Regions from separate parts of the Mus musculus genome. Here region 1 is linked to region 2. The links are chromatin contacts, called in public HiChIP or PLAC-seq maps. All regions are on one chromosome and are shown on one strand. The core of a region is the stretch at or near the end of the contact, and the rest is flanking DNA. Distances in the headings are between cores, read along the strand shown.

The links. HiChIP or PLAC-seq counts read pairs in DNA pulled down with a chosen protein or histone mark.
Region 1: a FOXA1 HiChIP or PLAC-seq map of pancreatic cancer cells shows a contact between it and region 2. The contact joins two enhancer-like sites. A contact is called at or near these places in 1 of 15 datasets of contacts at CTCF or cohesin (the NIH/3T3 cell line), 1 of 484 Hi-C or Micro-C datasets (embryonic fibroblasts), 5 of 115 datasets of contacts at active chromatin or transcription factors (CD8 T cells, bone marrow-derived macrophages, large pre-B cells and 2 more) and 1 of 9 other capture datasets (embryonic stem cells).

The regions. Positions count from the first base shown.
Region 1 is chr15:59,780,083-59,787,069 of GRCm38.p6, forward strand. No RefSeq gene overlaps it. Among named protein-coding and RNA genes, the nearest start is that of Gm19510, 11 kb to the right of the region's middle. Within about 2 kb of position 4,414, at least 156 of the 459 cell types and tissues checked have an H3K27ac peak or open chromatin away from gene starts, as enhancers often do. A contact at or near this core is called in bone marrow-derived macrophages, embryonic fibroblasts and pancreatic cancer cells, where this site is marked.
Region 2 is chr15:59,522,561-59,529,002 of GRCm38.p6, forward strand. The region is part of intron 4 of Nsmce2 (NSE2/MMS21 homolog, SMC5-SMC6 complex SUMO ligase); the gene reads left to right. Among named protein-coding and RNA genes, the nearest start is that of Gm36677, 92 kb to the right of the region's middle. Within about 2 kb of position 1,636, at least 149 of the 459 cell types and tissues checked have an H3K27ac peak or open chromatin away from gene starts, as enhancers often do. A contact at or near this core is called in bone marrow-derived macrophages, embryonic fibroblasts and pancreatic cancer cells, where this site is marked.

The sequences.
Region 1 (6,987 bases), core at 3,164-5,663, 260 kb after region 2:
AAACTGGGGGAATAATTTAATATTCTTTCTGAAAAAGCCAAGTGCTAGCCTTTCCAGCATGAGGAACTGAGTCCAATCCCTTAGAACCCACATAGTAGAAGCAGGGAAAGACTCCTGCTGGGTTTCCCTGGCCACCATACCTGGGCTGTAGTATTTCTATGTGCACAAAAAAATGTAACTTAAAGAGTATAACAGACAAGAGGTATCTAGTATATGAAGAATAACATCTAAGGTTGTCATCACGTGCACATATGCTGCACATGTGCATATGGGCATGTACATGTAAGCACGCAAATGCTCAACAGTTAAGAAGCCTTGCTGCTTTTCTTGGAAAAAAAGAGAAAAGCTGTTGCTTGGACCACAGTAACACATAGTTTCTGGAGCTCTTGTTAATTCTTCTGTACTTCTGTGTGATTAGAATGAAAATCTTCACTACACAAAGTGGATAAAAAGTCTCCATCTTCTCTCTTTCTCTCTCTGCTAGGATTGGACCTTTCTTCCCAAACATGGTTTCTTACAGGCATTGATCACTTTTAAATTACAAGATCCTTGGCTCCAGCATATTCCTGTCACAGAAAGGCACTCACACTCAATGAATGAAGCCACACTACTGCCCCTTGCCCTTAGGTCAGAAATTGCCCATCAGTCATGAAGGTGTGAGCACACCCAGGTACTGTGATCCACTGCACACTGACACTGGTAAGCAACCGAGAAATCTTTCATACTGAAAAAAAAATCTTTCATACTGTTTTTCTTTTTTAAGACTGAATAACAAATCACTTAAAATATAGCAGCTTCAAACAAGATCTAGTGTTCTTCCAAACGTTTTTTTTTCTGTGTGTGTGGTAGTCACAGCTAGTTGGTTAGCTGTCCTCAGCTAGAGGTTACCTGGGGTGGACATAGCCAAGATGTCTGGTTATCTCCAGACTCAGTCTCCCCAGATACCCTCCCATCATTATAGTGAAATCCAAGCTTCTCCACAGCTTGAGGGATGGATTCTAAGATGGGGAGAGAGCTGCCCAACCTCCTGGAGCCAGCTCAGTCATTCTAGAACACTGTTTCTGCAAAGTTTATTTGGGCCAAGTAGGTCTTAAGATTCAAAGGGAGAGAAAAAAGAGTCCCCGTCCCCCCCCCCCCCCCCCCGCTTGTGAGGTAAGGAACAGATATGTGCCAGATATGTGCACAGAGACCGGACAGGCTGTTGGTGACTAGAGGAGAGACTACCACAAAGATGCCAGCAGGATCCTCAGAGTATCCTCATTTGCATGAGGATAGCTGCTGAGGTTTGGTTGTGGTTTGCCTACCAGCAAGATGGGTTTACTTCCCAGGTAGTGGAAACCACAGGGTGCCAATGCTAAAGCTGTGGTTATGTCCTGGTTTTGACCAGGCCATTGCTTAACCTCTTGCTTTGTCCTCCAGGTGATGCCGCAAAGCAGTAGAGAGTTGAGATGACCAGTGTAGGGAGCACCACCAGTGGGTGGCAGGACCAGGGGTGCTGTTGCCCCATGATTGAGGAGATGATTATTGTGCAAAAAATATGCAGATTTTCCACCTAAATTATGGGATGATTCACAGAGTCTTCCTGGACCGCCATCCCTTTGTTTGGCTTATGTGGACAACAATGTCTACTTTATGCAAGAGAAGAGATAGTGGCAAGCTGCATCACGTTAGAGTCAGACCACCACAGTTTGCACCCTTGTGCTTCAGCCGTGTCGCTTTCTAACCATATTCTTCTTTGAAAAACAGCTAATTGCTCTGATTTTCTGTTAAGGAGAGAAAATAATATTCAGTGTCTATAGAGTCATACAAATTTGATGTGTTTAAAAGGAACGAGGCATCTGTCCTTTTTAAAATATTGTTTTAACACTGGATGTGTGATTCACATGTGGCCAGTAGCTTAAGTTTTCAGCAGCCCTTATTAGAACACTCAAATGGGCCTGTGCTACCTAGAGGCTAGCACATTCTTTATGCAAATGGTGGCTATTGTTTCTGGGAAAATGGGTTCTTTGCTCATTTCTCCCCTTGTCATATTTGCACTGGAGGAACGATGGAGCAAACACCTCAGTTGTTTCTCCCTTTAGCTGCTCTTCTGAAAGCAACAAATGTCTAAAGTTGCTTCCAGTTTGTTATTTGCTGCGGGCGGAGAGACTCTCTGTCAAGTGGTGATATAGGCTTTGTCCTCCTTCCCTGATTTGTGGCTTCACTCCCTGCTCCCACATGAACACCGGGGAAGAGTGCACCTTGTTCTTTGTCTCCAGTTCATCTCTCTTTAGACAGATGAGCATCGGATCCCAATGAGATTGGAGCCTCACTCCAACAGCTACTGGCTGTCATGATGTTAGTTCAGCTCTCATCTGTATCCTGGAAATAGCAGCAGTGTCTGCCTACATATTGAGCAATTAAATGAGGTAATATTAACCAGAAGAGTTTACGTGGCGCCTGGTGTATAGCAAGGGGCAACTATAGTGAGCAGGTTGAAGCAATTAGTAGGCACATTCAAATTCAAAGACCCAGTTAAAAAGCTGCTTTCTTCTAGGAAGACTTCCCAAGCTGCTTCCGGTGAAAACCGAGCACTTTCTTCCCACTCTCTCTCTACCATTTTTGTAGATTTTTCTATTTTCACACTGGATTGGTCCTCACTGTGAGCTCAGAGTTTGTGCCTCTGGTCTGTACCAGGTCTAGACACAGAGTAGAGCTAGCGTCTGTCTCACTGTTTACTAGTGTGACCAGGGCACCTCCTCTCACCAAGCTTGCAGATGCCCTTTGTGACTCTTTTGCCCCTATAAGGAGCTTAGACGATTCTTTAGTTTGACTTCACTTGTAGTGGTGACTCTTGGGGCTGGAGAGAGACTTTGGTCACTATCATGGAGTCGTGTCTCCTTCTGAAGTTCGGAGGTCAGAGCTCAGAGCTTCGGTTCCTTAGCAGAGTGCAGTAGGCTCACTCTCACCATTGTTGGGATTAGCCAGGAGCACTGGTGTTAAAGCAGATAGTAGGCTCCCCCAGTCAGGGTTGCTTTCCTCTGGCTCTGCCTCCAAGCAGTTTCCTAGCCTTGAAGTTCACTACAAGCGCTGCAGGCACTCTTTTAGGAGGTCCTCGCTACAGACGTGATGTGCACACTTAGTCTTTTCAGTCTAAGGGTTGCCTACTGGGTGTACCACAATTCAGTTAGCATCCCGAGAAGGGTAGGTGTGAAACCAATGCTCCCCTTCTCCACTGGAAATCACAGTGTGTTCTTATCTAGAAATTCCACAGAGATGCTCCCCACCGTGGTCCGAGGACAGGAGGAAAACCATCTGTGAGCAGTGAAAATTGATCCAGTCTCAGAGCTCCTGACATCCTCTTGGATCCTGGGAAAAGCTGAGAAAAAGAATCCGGAAGACTAGCTCTTTCAGGGCTCAATGGGGGTGGGGGTGGGGGTGGGCACTGGCTGCAGTCAGGAATTTGACTTTGGAGCCCTGCATCAAAGAAACTATGCTGTGTCAACAGTGATGCTCGATGTCAGTGAGAATTCATGACAGAGTGGTAGAGAAAACTCATGGCAGCTGTAAATCTAGTCACACACCAGTCCCTTCTGGCCTGGTGCCTTCAAGGGGGGGGGTGTTAGGGGATGGCGGGGGTGGGGGTGGGGTGGGGGGGGATGGCGGGGGACTCGGTTTGGCTTTTATTTGGCTTTCCACAGGGCTTCGGAATAATTTGCTGGGTAGTGAGGAAACCTCTCCGCAGTGCATTCTGAGCTTACTGCGTCCATGCAGGCAGGTGCTTGGGGAGATTAATTAGGAAAATAAGTGGAATGTGATTGCAGTTGGGCTCCGAGTTTACGGAGCACTTGGTACCAGGGAGACTAATCACCCCAGAGGGCATTGTGAAATTCCGAGGAGATGCAGGCTTCATTAGCTTTTGTTTGGAGGATTACAGGATGGATGGCTCATCAGAGGGGAGGAGATGGTGATTCCTGGACGTGGAGGTGGCTGCAGCGAGGAACAGGCATGCCTGGGGTCTAGTCAGAAGGCCGCGAGCCCGGGTCATAATTCTGTGGAGCGACGCAATGGGAAAAGATGACAAATGGAAGAGCTGAAGTGACTCACTGAGGGGTTTGAAGTGTAACTCTTGGCTACCTCCGTTTTCTCTGGCTGTGGCTGGGAGGGGACTGGGCTGTCAGAAAGGGCTGTGTTCTTTCTCCAGGGCTCTACAGGCTCAAAGATGGGCCTCTGGTCTGTGCTCGCCAGTGGTGCTATCAGCCTTTCAAACTCCGTATCCACTGGCCGTTCTAAAAAAAAAAAAAAAAAAAAAAGCCAACGCGGCAGCTCCGGGTGGCCAGGATTGCGACACCAAATGTGTTTGTTCCCCATGTTTGTGAAATACCTCAGAGGCACTGTCCCAGTGCCACCTGACTAGTTTTCTGATTGCCACACGGCCCTGGCTCCATCTGGCAATACTCAACTGCGGCTGACTTGATTTTGAGATGTTTGTGGCCTTAGCCCTCGCTCTGCCTGCCCAAGTAAAGTGGGCTTTTTACCTTCCCAGCTTTGAATACCATTTGATGGGTTTGGAATTAGCTCTGCGGGCCTGTGGTGAGCATTGTGGCCGTGGATGGCTTACTCAATCTCTCTGGGCCCTAGCCACTTCCACTGCGTGCTGATAACAATTCCTACCGTGTATGATTGTGAACTACATGTGTGACACCCAGACAGGAGGTCAGGACCTCAGGTCACTAGCAAACTTCCTGCCCTTCACAACCCGCCCCCCCACCCCCCCAATCCCAAGTTGCCGAAAGCAAAGCTGACCTCCCTGATCTTCAAGTTGTTTAAATTCAAACGTACTTTTAATTTTTGCAAATGTATGGTTGTCAAATTTTGCCTGAAAGCAGGCAGTAATTGAAAGCAGTCTGGTTAATAGATACCTTAATGGGAGCCCAGAAACCCCTGAGATGGACTCAAGAATTGCTTTAAGTTCTTAGTAGCACTGCCCTAAAGGGACAAATCCAATAATTATTGAGCTTCTATTATGTGTCATGAACAAAGAAAGTAGTATTGCATGTAATTTTCATTTTAAAAAATTTCCTTAACCTTAAGCAGATAGCGTTACTTTAAAGTACTTAGTTACTTAAAGTACTTAGTACTTACTAAATATTAACTGAACGACCTTTATGTGGTAAGCATTGTTCTATAAAGAACATGCAAGAAACCTGACAGCCAGCCTGGAGACATGACTTACTGAAGGTCACATGAAGCTGTTCCATGGCGGTCCCGATACCATTCTAACCCTTTTAAGTCTTAGCCTAGGATGCTTAGGCACAGATGCAGGCATGCATATATGGGCACCCATAAAACACAGCATACGAACATGTTCATGCATAAAAGCACACCCACAATCACATGCACACACACACATGTACACACACACACACACATATATCATGTCAACATACACATGCTCACATACTAGAACAGCACAGCAAGCAATTGCATCTATATTCCGTTCTCACACATCTGCAAGGACACATGTGCTTGCACACGTTCATATGCACATTCTGCACATCAGAGTATCAAATTTCTGAGAACTCTGGCTCCCAGAAACAGCAGCCTTTACAGATGCAGCCAATGTTTTATCCTCTGTTCCTCTCTTCTTCCTCTTTCCATCCTTCTTTTTCTTCGTCCACCCCTCTTCTACCACTTTTCTTTCTTTCCCCTTTCAATTTCTTCGTCCCCCCAACTTCATTCTGTAGCCATATGTCTCTTCCTACCTTTCTAGCTATGACATTTTAGCTCATTTGCAGCCTCTGCCCTGCCCCACCCCCTCCCACCCCCATGGCTCATCAGAACAATCAAGCACAAAATTGAGACTCTTCGAGGCCACTAGGAGTTGAGTCTGCATGGCACACTGTACCTTGGCTAGGCTTCCCCCTATGCAGATGTGCTGACCCCTGGGAACCCCTCCTCTGTGCCTTCGCCCAGAGTGTATTCATGGTCAAGTCTGGTTGTTGAAGTTGAGAGTCCCCAGCCTGGCCCCAACCTGCTCTGCTCTCTCATACATGTGCCAAGTGCCTGTGAAGACTTCTTCCAACTGTTTCATCATGCCTCGGGGTGGGGATGCAGCTCTTCTGCATTTCAACACTCTGTTTCCACCTGGCACTTCCATTGCCAGCTAATAGGTGAAGTAACTCATCTCCAGGCTGACATCCATCACGCTGTGCTTTATGGGGACCCGCACTCTGATCCCTAACATGCTCATGGGGCTGTGACAAGACCAACCTGTAGCCTTTAGTAGCCACCAGCGGTGGCTTGGGAGGGGGCAGTGGTTCTGGGTTTCTCAGCTCATCTGTAGAGATAATTCAAAATCTGCATTATTTCATCATCTCGGCAACTCAAGGTGGGGGTGGTGGAATTTGAGAAACTTCGGCAACTCCTGGGTCTCAGTCCAACTGAGGATCTTTCCCAACTCATCTGCTTTCTTGTGGTATCTGGGACATCTCTCTCTGTCTCTGTCTCTGTCTCTGTCTCTGTCTCTGTCTCTGTCTCTGTCTGTCTCTGTCTCTGTCTGTCTCTCTGTCTCTCTGTCTATCTCTGTCTCTGTCTGTCTGTCTGACTGTCTCTCTCTCCTCTCTCTCTCTCCTCTCTCTCTCTCTCTCTCTCTCTCTCTCTCTCTCTCTCTCTCTCTCTCTGTGTGTGTGTGTGCCTTCAGCACTTAGCCTTTACCATTAAGGGCTCCTGAAGCTTTTCTGCCAAGCTCTTTCTCACTGGGACCCTTGGACTCCCAGCATTGATCCTCTCCCAGGCTGTTTGACTGCATTGCCCAATTGGGCAGGTTTGATAGGGCAGGCTAGTGAGTTCAAGCCTCATAAACAGTTCCCAGGTGTGGGGACAGTGTATTCTGAAGATCGCTCAGGAATGGCTTTAGCAACATGTACTTTGTCTGGGGCAAGTTCACTGTAACACCACACACACACACACACACACACACACACACACACACACACTTGGAGAAGA
Region 2 (6,442 bases), core at 386-2,885:
CTTTTGGTCACACTGCATCTTCTGCCCACTCCGCTGTCCTCCTATCTCTGGCTACAGAATATCACTTAGATAAGAGCACACAACGATGTTTCATGTATTTTCCCTGATGATGTACACAGTGCCTGGTACAGTGTCTGCCATGGTGGAAAGCCCACGAACATTTGAACAGAGAAGAAGCCAAAAGACAAAGGAGAGTAGATTGGACCCTGCTGCTGTTCTATGTGCATGTACGCATTTCCTTTTTAAGGTTTCATTGTGTATATTCATCAGCGTCTATTTTCTTCTCATCCCTAGAAGCCCAGTGAAGTTAGTGCTGTCATCCCTGATACGTATGTGCAGAGAAAACTCATAGAAGTCACTCTGCTTGTAGGGGGAAGAACTTCCTGTCTTTCACAAGCCTGCTCGATGCCGTCACTTCTGAAAAGCCTTAGTATGCCCCTAGCCTTCCATGGCACTGTTCACTCATGGGCGTCTCTACAGAAATGACATTGTGCGTGGCTCCTGTGCCAGGTGCATTACGCCCTCCTCCTTGCCACTGCTTACATGAGGGCTTCTGGTATGTGGGGTCTTTGACAGTTTTCACTTTCTGTCTCACACTCCATATGCCAGTCTTAGCTCTATAACCTCAGACAAGTTATGAGTTCCTCAGGTGGGTGGAAGTGTTTCTTCTTTTATGTGACCCTTGTTGGACATACATAAGGGATTGTTGCGTAGTGACCATTTCCCGTCTGCTGAGTTGGAGGCTCTGGGACATGAGTCTGGTAACGTCTTCATCACTAGGCTGTTCTTCAGATCTCACTTGCATCTTTCTGTTGTTCCCTGCAGAGGGCCTCCCCTTCTCCAGTAGCCTGTCTGCCTCTTCCAGTCAAGCACTGGTAGTCCTTAGATATGACGAATATGGTGACTAACTGAGAAGCCTCTTTGTAAAGACCTCAAAAGCAATCACAGGTTTAAATGTGTGTTTGCAGATAAATACATACATATGTTTGCATATAAACAAAGATTTTGTCATCTTCTTTAAGTGCTTAACTCGCATGTGCTTACTAAGACATCTCTGCAGACTGTAAATTAAAAGAATAGCCAGCCACCGAGAGTTCCAAGACCAAGAGTTCCAAGACAAAAAATCCGCAAAAATTCTTTGAAAAATTTTTGGCTAGAAAATTATTTTAATTGACTTTTTAGTACAACTTTTGATGTTAAATATAATGTCAGTGGCAGAGAATCTAAAATAATAAGCATACTTGGGATCTTTAAAAATCCATTGTCAGTGTCCACCATGTGCAGATTTTAGTTGATTATAGTGAAATGACTGGCGGGGAGAAAGAAAGGTGTTCTAGTAAGTACTCATAAGGAATTCCAGAAGCTTCTGGGAGCTAGGACCACTGGTTCTGGAGGCACTGCACCATCTTTGGGTTCTCCAGTGGCATGGAGGGCTGCTTCTGAGCAGGCCTGGCCCTCCTCTCAGGTTTGCTTCTCAGCTTTCCCTGGTTCCTTTGGAGGAGAGGAAGTGTGTGTGTGTGTGTGGGGGGGGGGGGGGGTCTGGAGAAGCCTGAGGGCAGAACCCATGGGTTGCTGAAGTGAGCGAGCCCTGTGGTTGCCATGCCAAGGCCTGGCTGGTGCTGGCTCAAGCTCCGTGTTTGCTTTGTGGGAGCATGCCGGAACTGACCTTTCACTTGCCCTTCACGCTCTGGGTGACTCAAACGCTGAGCCATTGTTTTAGGAACTGATTATGCTTTGACAGTATGGCAGAGGTATTTCCTCAGTGCTGGGCCGAGGCTGGGAGGTGGGTAGATTTTGGTATGATTTTGCTTCAATTGGGAGGACCGCTTTTCTCTTTCTTTGGGTATTGTTTTGCTTTTTCCATCTGTAATACACATGCCAGTCCCAGATGCTGAAATTCACCTGAACCTGTCCAAAAATTGCCAAGAGATCTTGTAGCTTTCACTGGCAGCTTGTAGCCTTAGTGTGGCATTTCTGTTAAAGGCTCACTCTATCCTTGCCATCATATGGAGGCCAAGAGTCAAAACAGACAAATGTGGAAATGTAAGCCATATAAAGCTCTGTGCTTGTAAATCTTCATAGTAGAGCAACTATAACAGTGTGAAGGGAGGCTTTTATTACGTAGATTCATGGAATCTGCCCTCTCTGAAAGTTTGGAGTTGCCGGTTAAATACGTATGTATTTTTCAAAGGAAATCATCAAAAAGGACATTCCGCTCTTATTACAAAGTTATTTTAGGGGTAAATATTTTGATAGATGTGGTTCGGTGCACCTGGGAGCTGAGCCGTAGCTTGAGGCGGTTAGAACAGATGGAGCTCTGAGATAGTTCAAGGCTTGGGTTTTCCCCTGTGCAAGCACATGGCTGGTGGGCCGCAGGAACCTTAACTTTCTCCATGCTGATGTTAGAAAAGTAGCTTTCTTATGGAAAGGTCTCATTACTGAAGCGTTCGGGGACCATCGTAGGTCTTCTCTGAAATAAATGTATAGTGAGGTCTGTTGTGTACACACATTTTATTAAGAGAGAGAATGCAGTCTCTGGCCAGGAGTAAGTCATGTCAGGACTGCCTACATTTGCATCAAATGCAAAGGTCTGGGATTTGGGCGCTGACTGACTGACAGGAACAGCAGAAGCTTAGCAAGACAGAAAGACTGCTGTGAGCTTCCTTCTTTTTTGAAGTTGAGTTGAATCACTAGTCAGATTGAAATCCTAGCATATAATTTTTAAAAATAGTCTAGTGTGTCATCCAACCTTGTCAGGAAATCAGTGTACACGAGCACAGCTCTGGCTGCTTCCCGTGCTCACCTGCCATTTCAGTAGAGAGCTTGCTTGGCTAGGGACATTCTACAATTCTAACACTTCTCCCTCTTTGACTAAAGTGATCTTTTGTCAGCCATGAAAGTATTTGTCCTTGTGAAAGTCACCTCGTAGGAGCCGGGTGGTTTGGTAACCTGAGTCCAGTCATGGGGCCCCGTTCATAAGTTAGTGATCTTGGAACAGGGACCATGTTTGTTGGTGTGATTTGTCTCTGTTTTGGTTTGGTTTTGTTGAGAAAGTCTCACTGTGTAGCCCAGGCTGGCCTGGAAATCAAGCCAATCCTGGCTCGGTCCCCTAAGTGATGAGTTTTACAGGTATGAGCTACCACACCCAGTCGTTTGTCACTTCTTATTTCCTATCTCAGAATAAGTTCCCCAAGGGCAGAAACCACCTTTCTGTTCTCATCGAGTAGTTGTTGATGATTTGTTGACGGACACATAGCTGAGAACTGTTTGTGTAACCCCCCCCCCCCCGCCCCCAGCTCTGAGTTAACACATGGTGATGGTGATTTTTCAGCACTTCCTTATTAGTAGCACAGGCAGGAACATGGATATTGCAAGCTCGCCAAGCGCTAACCCTTCCCACCCTTGGTAAGAGTTCCTGATAAACCTTTGGCTTCTGAGGAGAGAGAACTAAGCCCCAGTACCTCCTCAGCAACCGCCTTTCTAGATGCGGGAAGTGGATCTGGACTGTCAGAGCTGTTCTAGTGTCATGGAGGTGTCCTGTGTTTGCAGCAGCTGCTAGCCCTATTGTGCTCTTTCACTGAACGCTCTATTAGCCTTTGTGCCATCTGCTTATTTGAGACAATACAGCTGGGTTGACTGCAGCCATTCCAACAATCAGGATTTTCTTTTTAACAATGTGAACATTGCATACTGCCTCTCATTGTACACAGTATTAAGACAAAAAATACCATTTAGAAATGGTTGTGCTAAGCTCATTTTAAAATAAAAAGGTTCTATTTAAAGTTCAGCTGGTTATAGTATAAACCGGTTCTGATGACTCATTCTAGCGATACTTTTACCCCCCACCTGTGCTTTTAGTAGTTGTTTGGGGCCCAGACAGGAAAAACCCTTACATTATGTAGATTACTTATTTCAGGCACTTGATTTAGTAGCAACTTGTTGACTAATTGAGGAAACACTTTTAGTTAGAAATAATTAGAAACACTAGAACATCCAATTTGGTGAAGGGCATTGCATTATAGGTGTAGTTCATTTGTGACTGTATGTATAAATTTAATAATTTTTCAAGTGCGTGCTTGCCTCCAGCCCCTGCCTGACACAGTTATAATCTTCCTCACAGTAGCTCAGCTGCAGGCAGGAGACCATCGTCATTTCCCAGGAAGAAGCTTGCTGGTATCTCCAGAATAGGTCAGCGAATGCAGTCTCAGCTGTTCTCCCTGCCTACAATCTTTGTGACAATCATAAACAAATTAAATGGCCTTAAAGGACTCAGAACTTTTGACCAGCAACCTGCTTTCTTCCTTAAAGTCTGTGGGTATGATCTAGTTAGCGAGTTTCCCTCACGGTGCAGAGAGGGCAGCATAGCATAGCAGGATGGGTCATCCACCCTAGAGCCATGAACAGGACTTGCAGTGGAGTTGTTCACATTCAGGGATAAGTCTTCCCTTCTAAGTTGAACCTTTCTGGAAATGCCCTCATAGATACACTCAAAGGCGTGTTTCCATGGTGATTCTAAATCAAGTGAAGTTTACAGTGAAGATTAACCATCACAGTCACTAAAAATGAGTGAATACCACTCACTGCACGACCCAGCGAGACTGGCAGAGTAGTGAGGGGAGAACAGGAGTCTCCATGGACTCTGGCGCACTTCCAGGTCATCCTCTGAGGGGCTCAGCACACTCTGCACTACAGAGTCCAGGACACAGAGTACACGAGCAGTCTGCTGCCTTTGTAGGCACTGTGCTGAAGAACAGATGCCCTGCCTGCCCTGGCTACTGCTCTCAATGATAGTTTTTCTAGAGAAAATGAAAATTGGTATTTTGCTTTTTAAATATTCACTACTGATTACATTTTTCAAAGCACTGAACAAAGCCTATTTACAAATTACAGGTTATATATGATTGGTAGGTCTTATATGGTATGCTAATTGCTCCGATTTAAGAGTTGATATTTAGCTTTTCAAATTGTTGATTTTGTGTTTTAATTTTAAGAGAGGTATAACCCAAAGAAAGTCAATACTCTCTGCTGATGAAGACTTGATCGTTTCCAGAGACAGTTTCAGTACACCAGCTGTGTGACACCCAGCGCTTAGGCAGTAAGAGTACTAACCAGCTCATGTCTTCAAAGTATCTGCCACTGTGCAGAAGCAGGACGCCACAGCATCACAGACCTGTACTGCAACCTTGAGTGTAGCAGTGTGGAGCCTCTTGGGTAGCCCTGGCTTCTTGCAAGTAATTTTGCCTGAGTCATGGATGGAAACGGCGAGATTTGGATGAGCGCAGCTGTGCTTGTCGGAGGTCAGTCTAGCAGAGCTGTTGAAAGAGCAAGCAGAAAGCCTGTGCCGGCGTAAACCTTGGCATGCTTTGTGACAGCAGTGGTATCACCACCATATTCCTTGGCCTCTCTGTGGTCTTGCTTTCTGCTTCTCTGAGTAACAGTCATACAGGTTAAGTAGTCCTTATCCAAAGGCCTCAGACACACAGTGTTGGAGGAGTCTTCAGATATCACCATTTTTGCATGTATATAATATGATAAATTAGGGACAGGACCCAAGTTTCAACTTAAAATGTATTAACATTGTTTTCAATAATTAGCCTATACATGTGGGTTAAAGATAATTTTATGCAATATTCTAATAATTTGTGTATGAAACAGTTTCGTGGTATGTGATATTCCACCCTTGGTAATAATATCTGCATCCTAGCGTTTCAGTGATTACATCAAATATTCAGGACCTCACGCGTGGCAAATGCATTGCAGTTATTAACTACTGCCCCTGCTACTGTTTGTAATTACAAAAGGCCTGAGGCCAACCACGGCTGTGCCTGTTAGTAATTGTGCCCTCTAGATTCTGCTTGGTGATCTCTGTAAAGATCAATATGGGCAAGAAAACCCAAAGGTAAAATGTAATTACATGTGAATGCACATAAAGGTTTCACAAATGCAAAGTATTGTTTGGTGTGAAACCTTGTTTCAAAAGTGAAGACATGGGGTAGAACCTTTCCATGTTTGCCCAGCACTGCTCAGACCCCATGAGAAGTCATTCGTGTGTGTTCAGGAATTTCAGCTGTCTCTGTCGCTTCTGACATTCGAGACATGTTATGCAATTTGCTTTCAGTGTCTTTAGACCTCCTGAAAGAAACATTATAGGGCATGAAAGAATTTGCATAGTGTCTGCACAGTCCCCCATCAGTGTTGGTGGGATTTCAGTCTCTGGAAAGGGCCTTGTTGAATTATTCCATTCCATGATAATATTAGAACAATAGCCAAGACTGTGATATATAGTCCCAGGAGCAGTTGATTTTTATTTGGGGGTGGGTGGGGGATACAACCAAATGAAAATAGATTGGTCAAAACACTGAAAACCCCATTTCCCTAACATCCTTATTTTTATAGCTAATGTGCCAATTGACTCATAGATAACACCTGTGTCGTTTATTTT